Linked DNA regions of Zea mays: all the other regions are linked to region 1. Evidence: chromatin contacts called from public Hi-C data. All regions are on one chromosome and are shown on one strand. Each heading gives the region's core, a stretch centred on a gene start, on an enhancer-like site or on the middle of the called end of the contact. The rest is flanking DNA. Distances are from core to core; before and after follow the strand shown.

Region 1 (2,884 bases), core at 128-2,627:
CAACGAGACTCGTACGAACTGGTGAAATAAAAGAGACCAAAGAGAGAAGAAGAAAAAAAGAAGAGAAAAGGATCACCCAACGAAAAACATCAGTTACTACAAGCACCACCTTGAACAGGTCACGAATCCACGGCACACGGGGATCAGATTACAGAGGGCGAGCGTGCAAGCTCTGGATGGATGAGTGGATGGAGAGGTGGGTGAGCAGAGCACGGAGCACCGACTGGCGTCTAGTAGAGCGAGTCGACCGTCTTGTTGAGCTCCTCGAGCTTCTTCATCCGCATCCTCTCGCTTTCGCTCACAAGCTGCAATGCAACAGTCAGTCCCAGGCGACGCAGAGCAAGGGCGAATGTTCAGTGTCAAGAGCTGATTACAGTGAGCTACGAGGTTAGGTTACTTTTCCTTTCATGGCCAGAGAGATTTTACCTCGATTAGCCTGTTCACTAGCAGAGCCTTCTCTTTGCTCTTCTCGTTGTACGCCTCCAGGACCTCCTTGTACTCCTTCTCCTTTGGAGTTTTTTTTTTCATTTGGCCAAAATAAAAAAAATCCAGACGTCAACTCATGAATGAACTACTTGAAACAAAGGAAACAGCAGGTAGGGATTTGTACAAGCTTGTGTCAGCTCCCCTCTCACCTTCTTGACGCAGCTCTTGCTGAGAGGCTTGAGCTGACGGTTCACCGTGTCGATCCGCTTCCTTATCGACTCCACCTCCTTCCTTGTAGGGTCGGCCATCCCTTCAAGCTCCTGACAAAGGGAAACAGCAGGCAGGGATTTGTACAAGCTTGTGTTCGTTCGCACAAATTATTAAGAGTCCCACGAGATCCCTAAATTCATACAGTGCTAAGTAGATCAATTTCCTGACAGAAATACAGAATCGAAGTGCTGTGATGGGTGCCATTCTGGCAACCTATCTCAAAATTCAGAGACCAATATGGTTGGCAGCAACAGCAAGACTAGCGCCGCACATCATGTAGACTAGTCGTATGATTTTGTGCCGTACAGAGCGAAGGTAACTGACGGACGGACGGACGTACACGTACCTGCCTGATGAAGGCGAGTCGCTTGGACTCCTCCTCGACGCGTCCGAGGTGGGCGAACACCTTCTCCCGGACCTCCATCTTGCGCCGCTCGATCTGCTCCTCCTTGGCCTTGAACACCGAGAGCGCCGACCTAGAGGACCCCTCGCCGTCGTCCTCGTCCGCCCCGCTGCCGCCCAGCGACGACGGGTGCCTCACCCGCAGCACCATCTGCATCGGCGGCTGGTCCACGCCGCCGCCGCCCTGCATGTTCTCCTCCTCCTCTACCTCAGGCAGCTTCGCTCCCTCGTACGCTGTCCGCGCGCGTGTCTGCTGCGGTTCGGCGTCGGCGCGGCCTAGCTATTCTCTCTTCCTTCTCTTCCTCGCCTCACGCCATTTATAGCACGCACAAGCTGCCTGGCTGATGCAGGTCGCCGTGGCCTCCGTTGCTTTCCCGGCAATGCTGGCTGTCTAAGCAACCGAGCACAGTGGCAAGCAAGTGGAACTGAGAAGAAAAAAAAGGGGGGCAAAACAGTCGCTAGATTGATTAGCTAGCAGGACGACGGCTGCTGTGTCGGCCTCGGACAAGGAAGAAGAAACGGAGAGGAAGCCAAGAAGTCGCGCGGCACGGCATGCATCATTGCTCAGTAGAATCTGATTGGACTGCTGTACATGCATGCATGTGACCGGAGCGGCGGAGCGTGTGCGTGCGGGAGCGGCGTACGCGCGCGCGCGCGGTAGCTTCTGCCAGAGACCACCACCAATCTAGATGGCGATGGCGATGGCGATGGCGATCGGCCGATCACTGCACCGTGTATAGTATTGTATGGTTGCTGTTAGGTGCAGTGGTGATGGCGTGCCCTGGCCTGCCTGCCGCCAGAGGTCGAGTACAAGTAACTCTTCCCCGGCCTGCATGCTCTGCTCGCCCGAGAACTGTGCCGGGGAAGCGACTCCGGTGAGGTGAGGTGATCCTTTCCTCGGGTTGGTGCGCCCGCGCGCGTCTCGTCGCGCTTGGACGTCGCTGAGCCCTCCCTCGGTCGGGCTACGCAGCGTCGTCTTGCGAACGACTTGGTGCCTGCAAGTTTGAAAGGCCGACACGCCGTTGCCGTTAGACCAACTCCAGCAAGACTCCGTATCCCACTCCGTATCCGCATTTTGCACGGTCTGAGGCACTATTGCGCGCTCCAGCAGGCTCCGCATCCCTCTCCGCAAAATGGACGCCGTGTCCCTGCGCTCCCCATTTCCACACTTTCTCTCTCCTCTCCGTAGCTCTCTGCGTGCGCGCGCGCCTGCTGGCGGGCCCCAGGTGTCATAGACTACATGCGGAGTGGGATGGGGAGTGTTGCTGGAAACGGAGACGGATACGGAGAGGAGAGAGAATGTGTTGGCCGCGCGTTTTAGGGATACGGAGAGGCACACTGCTGGAGTTGGTCTTAGTCAGTCGCCACTGGAATGGATTGACAACTGAGACGGGGCATCGGTCCTAGAGAGGGAGATACCAGAGGTCCAGCCGGCAGAGAGTAGCAGCAGCCAACACACGGCACAGCAGAAAAGGCAGCTGCAGGACGTGTGGGTGTGGCTCGACCTCAGTGGAATAACAAAGTTTTCCTCTGCTTACCTAAGCTAAGACCTAATCTTTTGCTGACGCAAAAAAAAAAAACCAACCGCAGAAGAGTAGGCGGGAGCTGGGACTCGCCAATTTTACTCAGGTTCACCATCACCAGCGTCATTTGAAGTACTTGTAGTTTACAGGAACAAAAGAGTAACTCGGTTTAGGCTAAAGATTCATCAGTTGCTGAAACAAGGTGTCCAATACAAATGCACTACCATCGAAGACAACAAAAAGCATCTACAGAACAAAATTAC
Region 2 (2,884 bases), core at 287-2,786, 450 kb before region 1:
GTTTTGGAAGAATACTGCAGTATTCTTAAATACTACAGTATTATATACAGAATAGTGTTTGGCAAACTGACTAAAATCTCTGTTTTCAAAACTGAAGTATTGCAAATACTATAGTTGTTTTAAGGTATTCTAAACTTAGGTCTGGACCTCAGTTTTCAAAATTGTGGTATTGTAAACTGTGGTATTGTCATGACTAAAGTATGCTGTAGTATTTCAAAAAATTGTGGTTTTCAAAAACTTTGTTTTCAAATAGGACCTTAATCTGTTGTATATTGTAAGCTGCATCCTGATATACATATATATCTGTCAATTATAAGTTGGGAACATGTACTCGTCCTCTATCAAGATCGCATGGACAGGTGAGCTAGAGTTGACAATCACGAATATTTTCTATGGGGTTCCTTTTTTTTCCCTACCAAGTTAACGCAAGAAGCTAGGTAAGCAACACTGCAACAGCGACCGGAGGCCACTAAAAAAAGTCCAATCCGTGCAAATGCGGTTCGAGTCTGACATCTTATGAACTTCCGTACGGTGTTGAACGGGGCCTTTCTTATTGCCTGGACCACACAGCCCAGCCGAGCCGAGCACCGACGGTTCGCACCACGTTGGTGCCGAGCTGGGTGATGCGATGCGACAGGAGCAAGCTATACTCACCCTTGCGAACCCGGCAAGCCAAGCCGGTGATTGTTAATCTTGTTCAGGTGTAAACAACAATATCTCCACGGGCACCATTACGGCGATCTGACCTAATAAGCTTCTGCCTATCGATAATGCATGGCTACAGCCGAAAGAGAACAGACAAGTAAATAGACCGGCAGAAAAGCTCGGAACGGAGGGTTTGGTTTAATTGATGTTTCAGGGGAAGAAGAGAACGGAGGGTTTGATTACTCCCATGTTTAAGTACGAACAAAAAGGGGCAAAAAGAAAAAGGCCAACTTAACTTAACTAGCGCCGCTTCTGCTACCACCACCACGCGCACCACGATTCTCCATGAACATGTGTGGTTGGTTGGCAGTAGTGGTAGTGTGGTGTGGTGGCACCAAGGCCATAGCAGAGTCGATCGTTCGACAGCAGAGAACCCACTCGGCAATCAAGCAAAGCAGTTCGATTTGTTAGGGAATTATTAAAACGTATTGCCATGCGCCGGTAAGGAAGATCGGCCAGCCAGCCAGGCAGACAGCCATTCAATGAAATAGCAGAGGAGCGAGCGAGCGAGCAGAGGGAGGATGCGAGTGGTTCTGACGTACCAGGACGGTGATCCCGCGGAACACGTCGAGCGAGACGAGGCGCTGCCGGTACCGGGTCGACGCCGGCGCCGGAGACGGAGACGGAGAGGGCGTGAACACGCGGCGCTTGGGGTAGCCGTCGCACGGCGCGGCGGTGCCGGCCTCCAGATCCGCGGCGACGGCAGGCGCGTCGTCGCTGCGGACGAGCTCGTAGCGCCCCATCGGCCCCGCTCCCGGCCGCCGGCCGCCGCACGGCTCCGGCAACGCCCCTTCATTGGCCGCAGCAGCAGCGCCCATGAGCACAAGCCAGGGGCGGCAGGCAATACATACAATACAGCTACAACAAGTGCGTGACAAGATGCGGCGCGGAAGGTGCGGTGCCCCCCCTCACCTGACAACTTGCGCCAACCACTCGCCGGTCGACTCGTGGTCGTGGTGGCGCGGCTCGGCTCGGCTAGTGCCTCTGCCTAGTGTTCTCGGTTTCCACCCTTCACCGCTGTTCTGCACCTCCTGATCGCAGCTTTGCAGGGCCGCCGCGAGATTGGCGAACGGGGGATGTGTGCGATATAAATTTATATCCGGGCGGGCGTGCTCCGGACTCGATCCCTTGTCCGCCGCATCTGGCTTCCTCGTGACAGTTTTTGTGCGTGCCGTCCCGTGGCCGTGGTGGCTACAATTGCGCACACGGCAGGTACGCACGCGTCGCGCCGTCTGGGCCCTTGGATCGATCACGTGACAAACACTCTGTTTCATCATCAAACAGAGTCTGCAACTGCTTGCTATGGGTCGATCAGGCTACCGGTACACCAGATCATCATGTACTGCAAGCAACAGCCCCGTTATTCATACTTGGGCCACGGTACGGTTTCATCATCAAACAAACGGCCACGAATCGAAAATGCGCGCGGGTCTTAGACGAAAGAAATGCACAGTTCGGGATCCAATGTCTTGGCTTGGCTATCATAACTGGCATATATATGGGATCGGGATGGGAGGCAGAAATCCCGACGGCACGCTCGCCTCAGCCGCTGAGGCTGTGTGTGGGTGGGCACGAAAAGGCCACATGGAGGCCTGTTGGAGCTAAGATAAGTTTAAGCCTGCCTAATGTGAGGCTTCATGTCAAATGGATCAGTTTTGCGCTCAACGTTGGAGGGGCTTGTGGCTTCCACGCCTGGGCCCATCACCAGAGAGTTTATGGGCTTCAAAACCTCAATTCCACCTCACCTCGAGGTTTCAAGAGCAACTCCAAAAAAAATTTCTCTAAAAATTGGTTATTCGGGGCATTCTAAATACACCATATTTAGGCTTGGATGGAAGTAATACCCGAGAAAGGTGGTAGCTTTCACTTTATCATGAAGCTACAGACAGACCCGTGTCATCGGTCCCAGCCGAACGATTGACTTTTCAATTGACTTTTCGAGTGATATCACATCTAGATGACGTCAACTCAGATTAGGTAGTTCTTGCAATTTAGTATAAGCTCTACGAAGCCAATTTTGCTACCTTTGATCATAGCCTATCACATAAAAATTAACTTCGGATCAATTAGACATGCAAATTATCCATACAATACCTTAAATGGTCGTACGTAAAAATGATTTTAAGCATATATTGTTCTATTTATTATTTTTAGTAGGAAAACAATGAATATTTAATAC
Region 3 (2,884 bases), core at 166-2,665, 280 kb after region 1:
CGAAACAAACAGCCACGCTGTCTCCCGAGCGCCATCGCCCAGGCCTCTGAATGTGGAAAATCTACTTTTTATTTATTTTGCTGTTTTAAGTAATATCCAAGTGACGCAATTCGAAACTTTTTGTTTACATGGATCCGTAGAGTTGCATGTTGTGTAGATTGTCTAACATCACTGGCTCCTTTTGTTTTCTCAATCACATTCTCTACGGGCTACGGCTACGCTAGCGCCACTAGTGTGCCGCCACATGGATTTGCTTTAGGGACTGCTGCTCGCAGTAAGCCAGGAGGTGCATCGCAGAGGCAAGAGGTGAAACCAAGCCAAAACAAAAAGGAAAAAGGGGTAAAGAAGCACGACGAGCAAGGCAGATACGAGATTGGCAGGCGTGCAGTAAAAAAAAAAACAAACAAACAGGGGAGGTAGAAAAAAAAGGGCCTTCCTTCAATCGTGAGGCATTCAATTGCCGGGAGAGGAGACCATGATCGCCCGACGGTGGTGTAGACGCGGGTGGCGCAGTAAAGCGACGGTAATCATCACCACCCCCTGCATTGTAAAAAGAGATATAGAAATAGAGAGAGAGAGAGAGAGGAGAGACTGTAAAAATAAAGAGAGAGTGAAGAAGAAGAAAAAAGGGGTGAAGAGGTGTGGCGCGTGATGATGAGCGAGGGAGGACCCGGAGCCGAGCCATCATTACGAATCTTGGGCCGGCTGAGGCCCATCATCATCATCATTTGAAGCCCCCCTAGCCGTACCCAGCTCGACCTCTTTCTCACTAACCATTCTGGCTCGGCCGGCCACCAGTGTCAAACCACTTGATAAAAAGTTGTCGACTAGCTAGACTACCTCCCCCCGCTCTAGAAAGTGGACGTGTGTGTGTGCGTGCGGTGGAAGGATGGAGTACAGTCGCCGGCGAGAAGCAGCGCACGTCGGGGGCCTCTCGAGATCTTGATGGCTTGAATTTCACAAGGAACGGGACAACAATTCCGGCATACTTTCAGCGTGCGGTGGCGCGCACAAGGAGAGGAGGAGGAAGAAGAAGTGTAGACGCGCGCGGCTGGGGCAGCCAGCAGCAGCGTCACGTGAGGGCAGGCCAGGCAGCCCACCTTGGCACACCCAGGCCTCATGATTAGCCACCATTTACGCCGCCCTGCCCTGCCCTGCCCTGCCCCCCCTCCTTATACGACCAAGCATCATAGCATCCCCTCTGTCCCTCTGGCTCAAGTTCAAAGGGGGTCATGAGGAGTGGCAGACTAGCGTCCCCGTCCCCCCCACCTTCTCGTACGTGCGGCGCGCCATGCCATTGCCGAGCGGGTCCGCAACCGCCCCCGCGCGTCGCCGCCGAGGCGAGGGAGATCGATCGCGGTCGCGCCTATAAATAAGCCCCACCACGCAGCACGCACCCAAGAAAAAAGCAGAGCAGTGGACTTGGCCAAGAAAAAAGCAGAGCAGTGGACTTGGCCATCGATCCTCCCAGCTGCCTGCCCCCACCAGCAATCTCCGCTGCCGGCCCCCCTTCTCCTTCTGCTAGTCGAGTGACCGACCGCGGCTTCCAACGGCGGAGGTGATCCTCTCGGTCTCGTCGCTTTTTTTCCATGGTGATGCATGCATGCGCTCAATTGGTTCCTGCATGCATGCACAATCATGGCTCCATCCATGCGTGTACATGTACATGTAGAACGCCTAGTGCTTCCCCTCCCCCTTTTTGTTCGTTTCTGCTTTACACAATCTGCTGCCCCCCAATGCCTTCGATATATTTTGAATATATATATGCCTTGGCAAGTGGCAACCAACCTTTTTATTTATTTATTTATTTATTTATTCAATAGAAGTTTCAGTATATATATCTACTGCTGCTCTGCTAGCATGCAATGCACCCTGTTCCATTTTGCATGGCCTTAACGATTTGGTCTGATGATACTCTGGAACATGGGCAGGCAAAGGCAAAGGCAAAGCGCGAGCGAGCATGGACAGACTGAACGCGAAGCTGTACCTGCAGAACTGCTTCATCATGAAGGAGAACGAGCGGCTGCGCAAGAAGGCGCTGCTGCTCAACCAGGAGAACCAGGCCCTGCTCACCGAGCTCAAGCAGCGGCGCATCGCCAAAACCAAAACGGCGGCGCCGCCCAACCACAGCGCCAACGGGAATGCGGCGGCGGCAGCAGGCCACCGCGCGCCGATCCCGGACCTCAATGCCGCCGCTCCGGGCCCGCGTGCAGCCGGCCACGAGAAGGCGGCGGCGGCGGCGTCGCCCAACAAGCCGAAGAAGGCGGTCGCCAACTGACGCGCGGCTTCATTAGTTAGTCAAAAGCTGCCTTGTAGTTATCTTTACCGGTTTGCCGCCAATTCTGGACGCATGTCAAGTCAAGAACGCCGCCTGCTTAGTTGTTTTAGCTAATGCATACTGGAGTTGCATTGCATGCCTAATGTAATGATCGAGACATATGCTGCTCTGCTCCCTTCTGGAGGGATATAGCTAGATCAGCTAGTGTGGTATATATACGTAGTTGGGTGTGTCTGCTGTATGACAGGCAGTGGTGCTTAAGGAGTGAGCTTCTTCTTCCCTGGGATCTTTAGGACAAGTAGAGCTTTCTGCTGCATGCTCCATGAGGATGTGCCAATCTAAAGCATGCATGGTGCTACCGTCTTTTTGCATGAAAAACTCGAGTACAGCGTAGGGTGGTGTCTAATAAGTGCAGTGCAAAAATATCAAATTGCTCAGCCACAAAGGAATGGAACTGACAATCATCAGGCCTGACAATTCAGAAGGCTAAGTGTTCACTTGAAATAGCCTCTTAGACTTGTACAAGTGGCATTCAGGCTCCATGAGACTACGTGACAATGCAGTAGTTTATAGGGACAGAATCACGGAACACTAAGTTTAGTCTAG

What was found. A called contact is a pair of places that touch in the nucleus more often than the background predicts.
Region 2: a contact with region 1 is called in a Hi-C map of tassel, with 2.2 times the contacts expected there. The contact joins the promoter of LOC100279961 here to the promoter of LOC100277048 in region 1. A contact is called at or near these places in 7 of 25 Hi-C or Micro-C datasets (bundle sheath, ear, leaf and 2 more) and 1 of 3 datasets of contacts at active chromatin or transcription factors (leaf).
Region 3: a contact with region 1 is called in a Hi-C map of ear, with 3 times the contacts expected there. The contact joins the promoter of LOC100276735 here to the promoter of LOC100277048 in region 1. A contact is called at or near these places in 3 of 25 Hi-C or Micro-C datasets (ear, root tip and tassel).

Annotation. Positions count from the first base shown.
Region 1 is chr10:116,210,055-116,212,938 of Zm-B73-REFERENCE-NAM-5.0, forward strand. It overlaps LOC100277048, which reads right to left and starts at 1,378. Exons shown (of 4, transcript NM_001371584.1): 1 at 1,043-1,378; 2 at 636-746; 3 at 427-507; 4 at 1-305. The coding sequence starts at 1,288. The coding sequence ends at 231. LOC100281782 (DNA-binding protein S1FA2) reads right to left here. Exons shown (of 3, transcript NM_001154702.1): 3 at 2,705-2,884.
Region 2 is chr10:115,764,694-115,767,577 of Zm-B73-REFERENCE-NAM-5.0, forward strand. It overlaps LOC100279961, which reads right to left and starts at 1,537. Exons shown (of 12, transcript NM_001152911.1): 1 at 1,248-1,537. The coding sequence starts at 1,523.
Region 3 is chr10:116,487,281-116,490,164 of Zm-B73-REFERENCE-NAM-5.0, forward strand. LOC100276735 reads left to right here and starts at 1,416. Exons shown (of 2, transcript NM_001150452.2): 1 at 1,416-1,558; 2 at 1,932-2,536. The coding sequence starts at 1,961. The coding sequence ends at 2,278.